Regions from separate parts of the Mus musculus genome. Here region 1 is linked to region 2. A link is a contact called in public HiChIP or PLAC-seq data. All regions are on one chromosome and are shown on one strand. The core of a region is the stretch at or near the end of the contact, and the rest is flanking DNA. Distances in the headings are between cores, read along the strand shown.

Region 1 (7,597 bases), core at 3,975-6,474, 320 kb before region 2:
CCTGTAATCCAGCCCCAATTCAATGTTGTCCTTGTAAGAGTTGTCTTGGTCATGGTGTCTGTTCATAGCAGTAAAACCCTAATACAGTGATGAATATGGTGCCTGTTAGGCTCTGAGGACTGCTTTCTGCCATACTTGAGGATATGGGTGGGCATGGCCTTGGATTTTCTAGGTGACTCTAAATGGCTTGTGTGCCCCTGTGAGGAGGAGGTGAGGGACGATTGGCATGCATGCAGGGTCTAGCTGCCATAGAGGTGGAGATGAATGCTGTGGTGGCCAGACAGGGCCACCCAAACAGATAGGGACACCCAGGCAGGGACACCCAGACAGACAGGAACACCCAGACAGGGACACCGAGACAGACAGGGACACCCAGACAGACAGGGACACCCAGACAGACAGGGACACCCAGACAGACAGGGACACCCAGACAGACAGGGACACCCAGACAGACAGGAACACCCAGACAGGGACACCCAGACAGACAGGGACACCCAGACAGGGACACCCAGACAGACAGGGACACCCAGACAGGGATACCCAGACAGGCAGGGACATCCATATAGGGACACCCATACAGGGACACCCAGACAGACAGGGACACCCAGACAGACAGGGACACCCAGACAGAAGACAGGGACACCCAGACAGGGACACCCAGACAGACAGGAACACCCAGACAGGGACACCCAGACAGGCAGGGACATCCATATAGGGACACCCATACAGGGACACCCAGACAGACAGGGACACCCAGACAAACAGGGACACCCAGACAGTCAGGGACACCCATACAGACAGGGACACCCATACAGGGACACCCAGACAGACAGGGACACCCATACAGGGAACCCAGCATCACAGGAAATGGAGAAGCAGGAAGGGCCTCTCCTAGAGCTTTGAAGGGAGGCGGTTTAGATGTTTTGGTTCCACGTCTTGATTCTGAGTTCTTGGAAATGTTGAGAAAAGCAATTCTTGCTTCTTTCTGGTGCTAGTTCATGGTAATTGGCCAAGGCGGTCACAGTATTCCCTTGTCCAGCTGGGAGCAGTGTTTGCTTGGGGGAAACAGCTCTGGCTGGTCACCAGGGCAAAGCAGTTGACTGAAGGATTGTACCTCTCTGTGTGTTTATGTATGTGTGTTTGCATGTGTGTGTGCCCACATGCGTGTGCATACGTGTGTAGCAGGGGTTAACTGTGGGGTCACTCTCCCATCCATCTTGTGTTTTGAAGCCCAGTCTCTACTGAACCTGGAACTTGCTGATTAAGGGTATACTGGCTGCCTGGCCAGCGAGTCCCAGGGATGCACCTGGCTCTCCCTCCCGCATCCACTGTCATTACAAGCTTCTTACTTACGAGCTAGGGATTGAATTCTGGACTTCATGTTTGCAAGAGGCAAGCTCTTTACTGACAGCACCATCTCTCCAGGTTTGTACCTGGTTCTAACCTGAGTTTATGCATCCGTTTACAGTGTTCTTTGAGATTTGACTTTGAATGAATGTGGTGGCATTCATATGGTTAAGACCTTTCAGCAGGTGCAGAGAGAGGGGTTCAGGTGATAGATAACTGTCTGAAGACTATCCTGGGACTCCTACTTGACTCTGGATGGGTATTCATGGGCACCTCTATGGCTCCCTTCTGTTCCTTAGATAGAAAGTCACCTATTTAAAAAAAAAAAAAAAAAAAGCCGGGCGTGGTGGCACACGCCTTTAATCCCAGCACTTGGGAGGCAGAGGCAGGCGGATTTCTGAGTTTGAGGCCAGCCTGGTCTACAAAGTGAGTTCCAGGACAGCCAGGGCTACACAGAGAAACCCTGTCTCGAAAAAACAAACAAACAAACAAAAAAGAAAGTCACCTATCCCATGGTGGATTGCCACATAGACAGGCTGTCTCCTACCCCTCTTCTTCTTCCTCCTCTTCTCCTTTTTTCTTCTTTTTGTGTATGTATAGGGACATATTCTTATGCATGTGCAAGTACATGTGTGAACATGCCTGTGTGGGTGTGTGCCTGTAAAGGTCAAAGGGTAGTTTAGGGTACCATCCTCAGGCACTATCTACCTTGTTTTTCTGAGACAGGATCTTTCACTGGTCTAAAACTCACCAAGCAGTCTAAGCTGGACAGCCAGGGAGCCCGAGGGTCCATTCTGTCTGCCTCCACAGGACTAATTACAAGTGTGTAATTAAATTTAAATTTCATTTTTATTATTTTAGAATTTCACACGTGGGTATCCTATAGTTACATCACTTACACACCCTCTTTTCCTCCTCCAACTCATCCCTTCCCTAGTGCCCTCTAGGATTGATGAGTGCCTCTTCTGTATTTATCTTACACATGTGTGTGTGTGCACATGTGCATGTGAACACACACACACACTTACAGTCCATTTAGCATTGCTCATAGGTACATATGCTTAGGGCTGTCCATGTGGGATTGGATAACCTATCAGGGGGCTCATCCCCAGGGAAGACTGATGCTCCCCCTCTTACCAGCCATCTACTGTGGCTCTCCATCAAGGAGTGGGGCCTCGTGGACTTGTCAGTATTCCTGTGTGAACCCAGGCATTGCTATGGGGTCTGGGATTCGAACTTAGGTCCTTGTGCTTGCACATTAAGCACTTTATCTGCCGAACAATCTCCCTAGCCCCTTTCTGCCTTTGTGAGACATGGTCTCATTATGCAGCTCAGGTAAGCCTTGGGCTTGGTATCTTCCTGCCTCAGCTTCCTGATGGCTGAGATAGTAGGTAGGGCTACGACACCTGGCCTAACTTACCCTTTGTGGGCATGCTGTGGGTACGTGGCTGATTTCAGCTGGGCTGGTCTTGCCAGCCCTGCTCTCTGTCATATAAATATAGGCAGTAAGTCCTGCTGTGTCTGATCACTGATAATGCTCTGGAATTGTGGGATCTCCAGCCAAGTGACCATGAAGTGGAGGAAGCAGATAGCTAACCTAAATGACATTTCTTTGCAAGGCTGTCCTGGGAAGCAAGGGTTCACGCATGGCGTGTGTGTCTGCTTCAGGCCTATTGTTTTCCACAGAGGAAAACTCACTTTTCATATGTACACAGTACACTCTGATTCCTGGCCAGGGAGCTGGCTCAGGAAGTGGTCCTGAGGGAACAGGCAGGGAGGCTTCATCTCTGATCTCTCACGTGCTGCTCTGTGCAGCTTCCAGAACTGCCTTCCCCGTTCCCTGTGTTCTCGAAGCCAGGCTCAGCAGCTCTGGCTTGATGCGGTTTGGCAGGAGCAGAGTTCCAAGACTTTAGGCTTTGAGCCCTAGCCCTGGGTTCCTCTCTCCTGACAGGGGTGAAAAGAAGCGAGCAACAGCCGCCCTTCCCTGTGGGGTCTGCTTGCAGCGTGAGCGCACCTCCTTTCCTGATGGCCTCTCTGTGCAGATTAGGACAAGCTCATTGTCAGGGGATGAGCAATTTTGTTCTTGTCAGTTTATCTTGGACTTTTCCTAAGACACTTGCTTGGAAAGGAGAAAGATGATGTTGAGATAAATCCTTTTATTTAGAAGAGGATGATGGGACTCTGGAGATGGCTCAGTTACTAAAGCGCTTCTGAGTTCAATCCCTAGAATCCACATAAAATAGGTGGGTGTGGTGGCACATGCTCCTAATTCCAGCAGAGGAAGGTAGACACAGGCACATCTCTGGGCAGCTGGCTAGCCTAGCCTAATTGGTCAGCCCTAAGCCAGACAGAAAACAAGATGGACAGAAGCTGAGGAACAGCAGCTGAAGTCACTGTGGGCCTCCATACACATGCGTAGAGCTATGTCCCCATACATACGCATCTGTGCGCACACACACAAGTTCATGCTTAGCTGATAAGATCTGAGACAGTCAGTTGTGTTCCTAGTCGGCACCTATTGAAGGCTCTCTGGGCTTTTGCCCAAGGTTTGAACTTGTGGCTTCAGTTTCCTTTCTTGTCCTCTGCCGAAGGCAACAACACACATCAGAAGCAGAGCCAGCATCCTAGCCTGTCGTGTCTCCATGATGACAGGTCATGTCATCTTCTCTCTACCACCTGCATAGGGATGAGAACACTGAGCATTCTGGATATGTGCAGCCAAGAGAGCTGGCTCCTGCTGCTGGGAGCATCCTCAGAACACTCAGTATGTGGGGGTCCTTGTGTCCTGAGGTGACTTCCATGTGCCCTGGTGGGTGATGGGGTCCTGAGCTAGATAATGGTGCAAGCACACTTGTGTATATGATCACTTAGATACAACTTCGGGTGTGTTAAAATGTCTTTGGAGAGAGTTGTGTACATTGTGACTGTGATGACATTCTCTGGGCTTCAATGTCAAGTGAGGGTAAGAAGACCTACTATACAGCAAAGCCCATATGTGTATGATTGTTAGAGTCATCACCATCAGCATTAGTATCACCATCTCTCCATTGCACTCCATTAATACGGTCCTCACCATCATCCCACCATCACCATCATCCCCACCATCCCCTTCATCCCCTTCATCCCCACCATCTCCTTCATTCCCCACCATCCCCTTCATTCCCCATTACCATTGCCAGCATCAGCACAGTTACCAGCACCACCATCTCTAAATTTGTAAATTATAATTAAGTGAATCTATGTAAGTATGGGCATGGGTACATGAGAGTGCCTGTGGAAGTCGGAGTCATTGGATCCTCGTAAGCTGGAGTCAGAGGCAATTGTGAGCCCCACAACATGGGTTTGGGGAGTAGAACTCTTGTCCTCTGTAAGAGCAGTGTTTGTTCTTTTTTGTTGCTGTGTTGTTTTTTTTTTTTTTGAAACAGGGTTTCTTTGTATAGCCCTCCCTGTCCTGGAATTAGCTCTATAGATCAGACTCAGAGATCTGCCTGCCTCTTTTAACATACCAAGTGCTGAGATTAAAGGTGTGCACCACTGTGCCTGGCTTCAGTATTTACCCTTAACAGCTAAGCCATCATCTCTCCAGCCCCATCGTTGCCACTGTCACTTGTCACCATAATTGCCATCATCATGACACTTCCATCTATTCTTCCCTCTGTCCTTTGGCTGGGTGGCCAGGCAGCAACTATCAGTGGGCTTCTCCCTATCTCTTCTCTTCATTCCTCAGAGACTGGACCTGCTGCCAAATGCACTTGCACACAGTCCCCCACTGTGACTCAGCACTTAGGAAGTGCCAGTGTCACCATGAGACCACTTCAGGAGAGCCTCAGTTAGTTGGCAGGCTGCTGTGGACTTTGAGACACCCACGCTCAGAAGGAAGGTCTCCAGAGGCTGTTCTATACAAAAGAGCTCCCCAGGGCCCAGTCTAGGGAAGGCTTTTGTCCCTGGTTCTGGAACTAGCATCAAGTGTCCAAGTTGGGGGTTGAACCAGGTTGTCACTTCCCCACCACCTGCCCCTTCATGACCCCTCTGTGCAGAGTCAACATGCTCTTGGCAAGTACCCCAGGTGGCAGCAAGTATGCCCTTCTGGTTAGTGTCTCCATCAGAGGCCAGCAGGCCCTCACCCCTCCCACTGAAGCAGGGCAGTTACTGCTTGGCTAGAGTCCCAGCATCCTCAAAATACAGCTCCCAGGGCACTCAGAAGCCCTGGGATGCTCTGGGAAGGAGGTGGAGACTCTTGGGGCTCCATCCTTTTCCTTCCCAGGTGTTTGATGGGTGCCCCAAGAGGGCGCATGACTGAGCCCTAGGGGCCAAGCAGTGTGGTAATTAGGAAGCATTGCGTGTTTGCGGCATGTGTTGGGCCCTCGGCTGGGGGCCTCATTACCTGAGCCAACAGAAGGGCTGCCAGGTGCATCACCCAGTAGCTGGGTTCTCTGCTGCTCTAATTAAAATCTCCCGGCCTCTGGCCTGAGCCTGGCTCCCACAGCTGTCTCCTGTTATCTGTGTGGTCTCACTTCCTCCCACCCGCCTATCTCTGCAGCTTGTTTTTGCACAAATTGGCTCTGGGCCTCAGGTGATGGGAAAAACACGCTGTCTGCCGAGTCATATGCAGCCAGGGGAGCTGGCTCCCGCTGCTGGGCGCATTCTCGGCCCCCTTCCTTCTCTCCAGCCTGGCAAGGGCTTTGAGGCTCTGTGCTTCCCTTCCAGGCAGTGTTGAAAAACAAAATTAGCATTTTTGTAAAAATACGAAGCCTCATTTTGAAGAGAAGCTTAATGGCCTACAGAATCAGATTCGGTTTTCTTCTTCATGAAGTCAGGTTTGCCCTGGGCTAAGGTTAGCGAGTCTTTGGCTGTATCCAGGGACTTGGATAAGAAATGGAATCTGAAGTTGGAAACTTGCCTTAATGATACTAGCTCCATGTTCTATCATCTTTTCTCTCTCTCTCTCTTCCATTCTCCCTCCCTGCCTCCCTTCCTTCCTTTTTTTCTTATTTGGAAGCACGGGGAATTGAACCTAGGGCCTTGTACATGTTAGATGAGTACTCTACTGCTGAGCCATACTCTGGCCTCTCACTGGGGGATTCTAGGCAGGTGTGAGGAATATAACTTTTCCTTGTTTAATTTTAATTTTGAGACAAGTTCTTGCCAAGTACGGGAGGTAGGCTCTGTAGTCTGTTGGCAGACTTAAGCTTTCCATTCTGCTGTCCCAGATAGCTGGGCTGAGAGGCCTGAACCCCATGGCCCTGTAAAGGGTGTTCATTATCTTGAAGGGCCTCCTAGCATCTCTCCTGAGGCTGGACTGTTCATGTTACAGAGGTTAAGCAGGCTACCTTAGGTTGCCTGTATGAACAGTTATAGCCTTTTGAAGAGAACAGTAGTTTTCCTCATGTCTAGACTTTTCTAGCAAGTGGGTCTTATGGAGGTGGTGGGTAGAATGCCCTGCAACCACAAGGTAGTGCCACTGTTGTTGGAGAATGTTTCTGAAAAGGATCCTAGAGCTGCATTCGCCCAGAGTATGGCAGTGATCCAGTGTAGCACTCAGGTGCTCTTCCTGACTGTGGCCATCCATGTTTGTGTGGCTCTTGCCTGTGACCTTGTCTGGTCAGGAGAGCTAATATTAACTGGCAGGATCTAGAATCACTAGGGGGCAGATCCCTGTCTGTGATGGAGTAGATTAGGTTAACCGAGGTGGGGAGATCCACCCTGAATGTGGGTAGAATCATCCCATGGGCTGAGGTCCTGGACTGAACAAAGAGGGCAGTGAACATCTGGAGTCATCTCTCTCTGCTTCCTGGTGGCACCTTGTTGTGTGATCTTTCTGGATATCACAAGCAAATATCTACTGTTCTAAGATAGGCTACCAATGGCAGAGCTAAGACACAATTACATCAAAGTCCAACTTTGTGGACCAATGAATTTATTGGGGTTACTTACGGGAGTGTAGGTGGTGAGTTACTTACAGGGGCAGGTGATAGGTATTCTCTGGTGACAAAATGAGCCAATTCAAGCGGAATTAAAGTATAAAGACAGGTTTATTAGGGGGCAGTTCTTGGGCAGGTTCACTGACCTCACCAGAGGAGGTCAGTGAAGTCAGTGTGCAGACAAGGAGACAGAAAAGTGGGGAGTAGGGAGCAGAGAGAAAAGAGAGAGCCAAAATGTCTGGATTATATAGTGAAGTGCCTCTGGATAAGAGGAAGCCCAGTCCTGGGCTGCAGACTTCAGTGTAGAGGGCAGGGTATGCTGGGAGAAT
Region 2 (7,472 bases), core at 338-2,837:
AACCACATATACATATATATGTACACATAGCTGTATACTCTCACCCAGCATGTTCCATGCATAATGTGTACTTTCTTCACATTGGGTGCCCCCCACGTCCCAGGTACACTGAGCCTCTCCACTCTGCATTGCTCAGACCTGAACCCTGGGTCTCCAAGCCCTCAGCAAATACCAGTGGCAACCCACTCAATATTACCCCAAGCCCTTAGGGGCTTTCCCCATTAGACATCTGCTTCCTGCAACAGTGCCTGGGAAATCAGACCACAGGCTTCAATGAGAGGCTTGAGGAATCAGACAGAGTCTCTCAAGATGTCCAGAGGTGCTGCTGGGCTGCTGTAAACCTGGTTCCCTCCATCTTCACGCCAGTGCCCTGGTGAGGCCCACCCCATCACTCATAGCATGTTCTCATTCCCTGGTCCCTACCAATTGCCATGTTCTTGGTCTCATTCTTGACCCTATGTCTGTAGCCTTGCCTCTGATGTCATCAGGGGCCACCTCTTGTTCTTGCTGCTTAGTGTATTGCAGGGAGCAGTAGATAAAAGAGTGCCATAGCCCATGTTCTCATCAGATGCCATTCAGAAAGTGACTTAGGCAGCTTTCAAAGTCTCATGTGAAGTCACAGGTTGTGCCTGTGGTCTGTGGCCAATCTCTACCTTCAATCCTAGTTTGAGGTGCTCTCTTCAAAATCTGTGCCTGCTCATGACCCGGCTGCTCCAGATCCTCATGAACACTGCCTTCTAGACCAGTGGTTCTCAACCTGTGCCTATCCTTGGCTGTTCTTTGGGGTTGAATGACCCTTTCACAGTAGTTGCATATCAGATATCCTGCAAGCCAGAAGTTTATTTACACTGTAATTCATAACCGTAGAGAAATTACAACCATGAAGTAGCAATGAGATAACTTAATGGTTGAGGGTTCACCACAACACAAGGAGTTGTGTACAAGGGCCACAGTGTCAGGAAGGCTGAGAACCACCATTCTAGACTAGCCAGAGTGGCTGGCTACAAAGCGGCTCTGCACATATGGTACATAGAGCTGGTGGTAGGGTTACCCTGCCTGTCCCTAGACCCTCCAGAGTTCTATGTTCCACTGCCTGAATGTGCTCCCCTTACAATGAGGTCTACTCCCCTCTAAACTGCCTCTGCACGGTTCTGTGTTGATGGTCTCATGGGACAGGAAGTATGTCTTCCTCATGATGGCTCAGCTGAGAAAGCTGAACCATACCAAACAGGGAGCCTTCCCTGATGACTCTGTCAGACAAGTCCATCTCCCAGAGGCCAGATCTCTTGAGCATGGTGAGTCACAGGGCAACCCAGATAATATGAAGGGGTTCAGGCTGCCCCTTGATGAGTGACTGAAGGTTTAAGCTCTGACCTTTAGTCCCTATTCAAGAGCACATGGAAGCATCAGAAAGCTAGGAGGCCAGGCCTTAAAACAGCCAAGGATGGGCACAGGCTGGGAGGCCAGTGTAAGCTGACAGTACATACAAAAGGGTCCTTGTCTACTTCTGGCCAGGCCCAGGCCTCTGTTGGCTCCACACCCGTGACCAGGATTGGGCAATCTGTTTGCTTTGGGGGCCTGGAGAAGGCACAGAGCAGCCAAAGTATGAGCTGTTCACCAGCAGGCCAGCTGATCCTTAGAAATCTCTAACCCTGTTCACTGGGCTTCAAACCTGAGTGTTGCTGAGCCTTGCCATGGCCACCCCTGTGTGATGTTCTGTTTGACTTGTCAGACTGCATTAAGGTCCCTTGCCTACCCCAGGAATACACAGAGGTTCCCTGCCCACCGCAGGAACACACTGAGGTCTCCTGCCCTCCCCAGGAACACACTGAGGCCTTCTGTCCACCCCAGGAACACACAGAGGTTCCCTGCCCACCCCAGGAACACACGAGATTCCCTGCCCACTCCAGGAACATGTTCATATGTCCCTTCCTGACTTTAGAACTTCTCTGACATCTCCTCCTCAGTCCAGGACCACACTAGGCCTCCTTCCAGGGTGGGCCCAGCATCTGAAACTCTCTTATTTCCCTCCCAGTTTTCTCTCTCCGTCCTAATGTTGAACAGGGCCCTGCCCTTTTTGGAGTAGATGGCTAACCCCCAGCATGAGATCTCTGCCTCAAATGTTTCTACTGTCTCAGATACCTTTTTAATCCCCAGATTTAAGTGTGCCACAAATGTGTCTGGTGCCCATGGAGATGAGAAGAGGGCATCAGATAATCTGAGGCTAGAGTTACAGATGTTATGAGCTGCATGTGGGTGCTGAGGGCTGGGTAAGAGCAACCAGTTCTCTCAGTTGCTGAGCCATCTCTCCAGCCCTGTTTCAGGCACTCTGCATTTTCCTTCCTTCGCGCATAACATCTGCTTTTGGGGCCAAACTTGAGTTTCTGTGAAATGAATAATGTCTCCATCCCACCCTTCCTTCTTCACCTTCTGCCAGCTCTTCCCCAACGCCTTCTTACTGGTGACCAGGCTTCCTGTCACCAAGCAAAGGAACACAAAGAGAAAAGGGGCCTGTAGTGTGCCGGGCTATCAGGACAGACTCTTACCTCAAAGGGTTCTGAGCAAGACATCCCTGGATCTAGGCTGGGCCAGATGAGCTGTAGGTATCACTCTGTTACCTGCCACCTCCTACCTCCTGACCAGCCAAGGCCAAGGCCACAATCTGCACAGAAAGCATTCGAGGACACCCACAATCCTCGGATGTCTATCATGAGGACTAACTAGACTCAGTCTGGGGTATAAGGTTCCTACTGTGACCTCAGTGGACAGTGAGTCATACAAGTGTGTCAAAGGGCCACAGTGCTTGGTTCAGTGTAGACTACTGAGATCACCAGCATACTGTACAACACTACGGAAAGCCCCAGAGGCACTGGACATGGTGGCATTCGCCGACAGTCTTAGCTCAGCACTCAAGAGCCTGATGCAGGAGGATTACTGCATATTGAAGGCCAACCTGAGCTAAAGAGTGAGTTCCAGACCAGCCTGGACTAGAGTGGTTATGTCTTTTCACCACACAATATCTGGCTCCAGGCTCAGGCAGCCTTTCTTCTAAGCGGTAGTGCCCCAAGGGCCTGGCACCTAAGCCAGGAATCCTGGCTTCATCCCTGGCCTGTGGCCTGGGCCTTGTTTACTCTCACCTGTTCAAGCTTTGTTCTTCTCCGTGAAGAAAAGTCCGTCACAAAAAAAAAATAATACACATATGTGATCTCCAGGAAGATTAAAGAACATGATGTGTGCTCAAGAGGTGGCATTTACATACAGCCATCCAGCTGCCCACAGACACCCAGACCACCCACCAAGCTGCAGAACCTAACCTTGTCACACAGCCAACTGTCCCAGACACAAAATCACCCAGCTACAATACTGCCCACAGTCACACAGCCACCTATGGGCATCCAAGCTATTTCTAAGTACTCAATCGCCCAGACAGGCAACCACCCACAGCTACTAACTGCATAGTAACTTGACTGTCCAGGATATTCTAAGTCAGATCTCCTTCCTCATGTGAGGCCCACTTAGGGTAGCCCTTCCCCACACTATTGATGGCACCTCAGTCCCAGCCCACAGGTATGGAAAGATCTGAAAGGTAGTGGGTCCTCAAATGTCATCAGCCACAAGGCCAGAAGTGTTCTCTTCACTTGCTCCTATGTCCCATCACTGTGCCCAGTGAAAGGTCCCCACCCCCCCCCCAACCCCTCTGGCTAGTCTTTGTCAACTTAACACAACATTGGAAAAGGGAACCTTAGTTGAGGAATTGCGTCCATAAGACTGGTCTTTGGTATGTCTATGAGGCATTAATTACTGATGTGAGAGGGCACAGGTCCTGTGGGTAGTGTCACCCTTGGCCAGGTGGTCCTGGGTTGTATAAAAAAAGCAAGCCGAGCCATCCATGGGTGTCAAGCCAGTGAGCAGTGTTCCTTCACGGTTTCTGCATTTTACATCCTGCTTCTAGGTTCCTCCTTATAGCTCCTGCCTTGACTTCTCTCAATGATGGCCTATAAGCCACAGACACCCTCTATTCTCTTAGTTGCTCTGGGTCAGTGTGTTGTTTTTCTTTTAATCACAGCTACAAAGCATCAGACTACCACAGTTTCCTAGGCAGCCTCCTCCATCACACTGCCCAGCCTGCTTCCTTTCCTCACTCTTTCATCCCCGTGCCCCACAGCATCCTTTCCATCTCCCCAGCTCCTCCATTCTGTACCAAAGCAGGAACTGTGTGCCCTCAACCCAGAACACTGATCCGAGCCAGGAGCAAGTGTCCGTCCGAATCCTAAACGCCCTCAGGTCACTAACCTCGCTCAGTGCTTATGTCTGTGATCCGAGCCAGGAGCAAGTGTCCGTCCGAATCCTAAACGCCCTCAGGTCACTAACCTCGCTCAGTGCTTATGTCTGTGCTCAGACCCCAGATGTCTCCCCCTGGATCCCACAGGAAGGTGTGACCTCTGTGGCCAAGGGTGACACCACCTGTGCCCTCTCACATCAGTAATTAATGCCTCACAGACATACCAAAGACCAGCTTCAGCATCCAGCCCTGAACTCTTGCTAAGTAGCTGTAGGGAAGGAGCTGAAGTCCCGGGTGGACATCTGTGTCTAGTACCTGCTGCCTATGCTTCAGACAGAGCGGCTGGAACCTTGTAGGGACTCAATCCTGACGGTGTCAGACAACCTCTTGTGTGCAGGGCTCCTTCTGTGGCCAGGACATATCTGACCTTCACACTCATCATGACCTCCCTGAAGGATGCTTTCAGCTGAGTGTTCTTGCAAGGCTGTCCTTCTTTCCAGCCCTGACTCTCTTCAGGGAAGCCTGCTGGTCCATCTGTCTGTGCCACAGGAGTTCTTCCTTCCATACATTCTGTGCACGACTACATAAGCAGCAGTCAGAGCTGCCCTGGGGGGCTGGGCGCACACTGCCTCATCCCCTCTCAAGCGCACAAGTGACATGACCCTCGCTCAGGGTTCACAGCCCTGTGGCTTTCTCACGAGCCTGGGCCTTGAATCACCTCTGTGCCAGGCCCAACCCAGGAGCTTTGGAAGTACCTGCTGCTGCTAGATGAGTATTTCAGCCACGAGACAGTCCCACTGCATCATGGGGCAGCCTCAGGCATGCCCGGAAGGTTCTTTTCCAAGAAACAACTTGATGTTTGTATTGTTGAGGCCTGCACTGACCCCACCCTGCTGAGCTCCGCTCTTGCAAGAAGCCTCTGGAGAATCATCCCAGGGCATATCCTAGGCTAACTCCCAAAGGTAGACTTGGGATGAGCTCTCTGGCCTCATCTTGCAAGTCTTTGTGGGCAGAGGATAAACTGAATTCCAGTGAGGCCTCATGGTTTCCCTAACAGAGACAAACATTTTTTTTTTATATTAAAGTTTAAATAGTCCACCAAAAGCACAAATAACAGATGGAATAAAATATACACTTTAAAAGCTCATATCCTATACCTCATTAGATACCGTCTATGTAAAAAGAGTCATTTAACCCTCTGATAACAGAGACAAATAACCAGCCAACTGTGGCAACTCCAGAGAAGATACACACATACAACACACACACACACACACACACACACACACACACACACACACACACACACGCATGCATGCACGCACGCACGCGCCGCTGTGAAGCCCCGCCTCATATCCATGAGGTCAACCATCATCAAAGAAAGATACCAGAATGTGCTGTTAAGGACTGGGGAAGCTGGTATCCTGGGCTGTGCAGGTGGGACAAAAATGGCATAGCTACCATGGAAACAAGATATAAACAAATGAGAATGTTGAGAGATCCAGCAGCCTTCCAAGGCCCATGTCTTAAAGACCCAAAACATGGGGATGGCCAAGTTGATAAAGCAAGTGCCTTGCAAGCATGAAGACCTGAGTCTGGTGACCAGAACCCATTTGAAAATGTCAGGCGTGATGACACATGACTATAATCCCCATGCTGGAGAGGTGGAGACAAACAGGTCTCTTGGGCTTTCTGGCCAGCCCTCTCAACGTACTTGGTAAGAGTTCTATGTCATCGAGAGACCCTGTCTCAAAGGAGGCTGATGTGTTTCTGAAGACAGCACTCAAGGTTGTCCTCTGGCCTATGAGTATGCACCATACATGTTGTTATAGAATGGGGTCGTCTGAGTAAAACAAATGCCATTCTCACAGGATCAGCTCTATCAGCTGCAAGAGACCATTATGAGCAGAAGTGAGTTTGGGAGGTCATGGGGCCACCGTGGAGATCTCAACTACGCCTCACAGACATTTTATACAACTCTTCCCTAATTGCATGTGGCAACTGGGACCCATGAGGTGTCTGTTAGAGTCGGTAACAGTGGATCTCAACATTACCAATTCTACGACCCTTTAATGTTGGGGTCTTGTTGTGGTGACCCCAACTATAAAATTATACCACTGCTACACCATAACTGTAATTCTGCCGCTGTTTTGAATTGTAACGTAAATATCTGATATATAGGCTATCTGATATGTGACCCTCAAAGGTATAGTGACCCACAGGTTGAGAACATCTAGTCTATAGTGTTGGGGGAGGTTAAGTGATGGTGGGGGAGGGGGGCTCCATCTGTGCAGCTATAGATAAGCCATCGTCCATGCTGGGTGAAGGCTTTCAGGTGTGACAGCCATGGTTTTCCACACCCATGCTCTGCAAGCTCAGTAAACTTACTGGTTCCCCAGTAATAAATAAACTCTGGTAAAATTTTACTTTTCTTTATTGTCAGAGTGGGGTATATACAGTTTACTTCTCTCCAGGCAGGGAAAGTCTTCTTGCAAAACACATGCATCCACACACACATGAACAGCCCAAACATGTCCATACAGCCACATGGAAAGGATCAAGCAGACTTATTCGACAGACTGTGCCCGTCAGCAGTTGGATGGATAAACAGGGAGTGATCCAGCCATACAATGGAATATTACTCATCAATAAAAAGGAAAAGAGGCATTGCCGCATGCTCCGGCATGGATGAACTCTGGAAGGACGACATCGCTGTAAACCAGACACAAAGCACCATACGCAGCAGGATCCCAGCCCCATGAAAACCCAGAATAAGCAAATCCACACAGCGAGACAGGAGATTAGTGGTTGTCGGGTACTGGGGGGGAGGGGTGGAGACAGTCAGCTAGATTTTAAGGAGTTTCCTCTTACAACAATGAAAGCTAGTGGTGACGAATACCCAAGTCAGTCAGTATCAGAAGCTATGGGACTCAACTGAGCGGGTGGGAAGGCAGGGTGTGCATTTCGTATCAGGAAAGTCACATTTTCTACTAGCCAAAAAACTAAATACCGTAAAGCAGAGGTTCTCAACCGGTGGGTCACAACCCCTTTGAGGGGGTCCAATAACCCTTTAATAGGGGTCGCCTAAGACCATCAGGAAACAGATATTTGCATTCGATCTATAATAATAGCAAAATTACAGTGGTGAAGTAGCGATGGAAATTGTATGGCTGGGTCACCATAACATAAG

What was found. HiChIP or PLAC-seq counts read pairs in DNA pulled down with a chosen protein or histone mark.
Region 1: a FOXA1 HiChIP or PLAC-seq map of pancreatic cancer cells shows a contact between it and region 2. The contact joins two enhancer-like sites. A contact is called at or near these places in 4 of 39 promoter capture datasets (the 3T3-L1 cell line, HPC-7-derived erythroid cells, cranial neural crest and 1 more), 1 of 115 datasets of contacts at active chromatin or transcription factors (pancreatic cancer cells) and 1 of 9 other capture datasets (adipose tissue).

Annotation. Positions count from the first base shown.
Region 1 is chr5:139,097,443-139,105,039 of GRCm38.p6, reverse strand. All of the region lies in intron 4 of Prkar1b (protein kinase, cAMP dependent regulatory, type I beta), which reads left to right. Among named protein-coding and RNA genes, the nearest start is that of Prkar1b, 29 kb to the left of the region's middle. Within about 2 kb of position 5,224, at least 70 of the 459 cell types and tissues checked have an H3K27ac peak or open chromatin away from gene starts, as enhancers often do. A contact at or near this core is called in pancreatic cancer cells, where this site is marked.
Region 2 is chr5:138,770,601-138,778,072 of GRCm38.p6, reverse strand. All of the region lies in intron 3 of Fam20c (family with sequence similarity 20, member C), which reads right to left. Among named protein-coding and RNA genes, the nearest start is that of Fam20c, 19 kb to the right of the region's middle. Within about 2 kb of position 1,587, at least 89 of the 459 cell types and tissues checked have an H3K27ac peak or open chromatin away from gene starts, as enhancers often do. A contact at or near this core is called in pancreatic cancer cells, where this site is marked.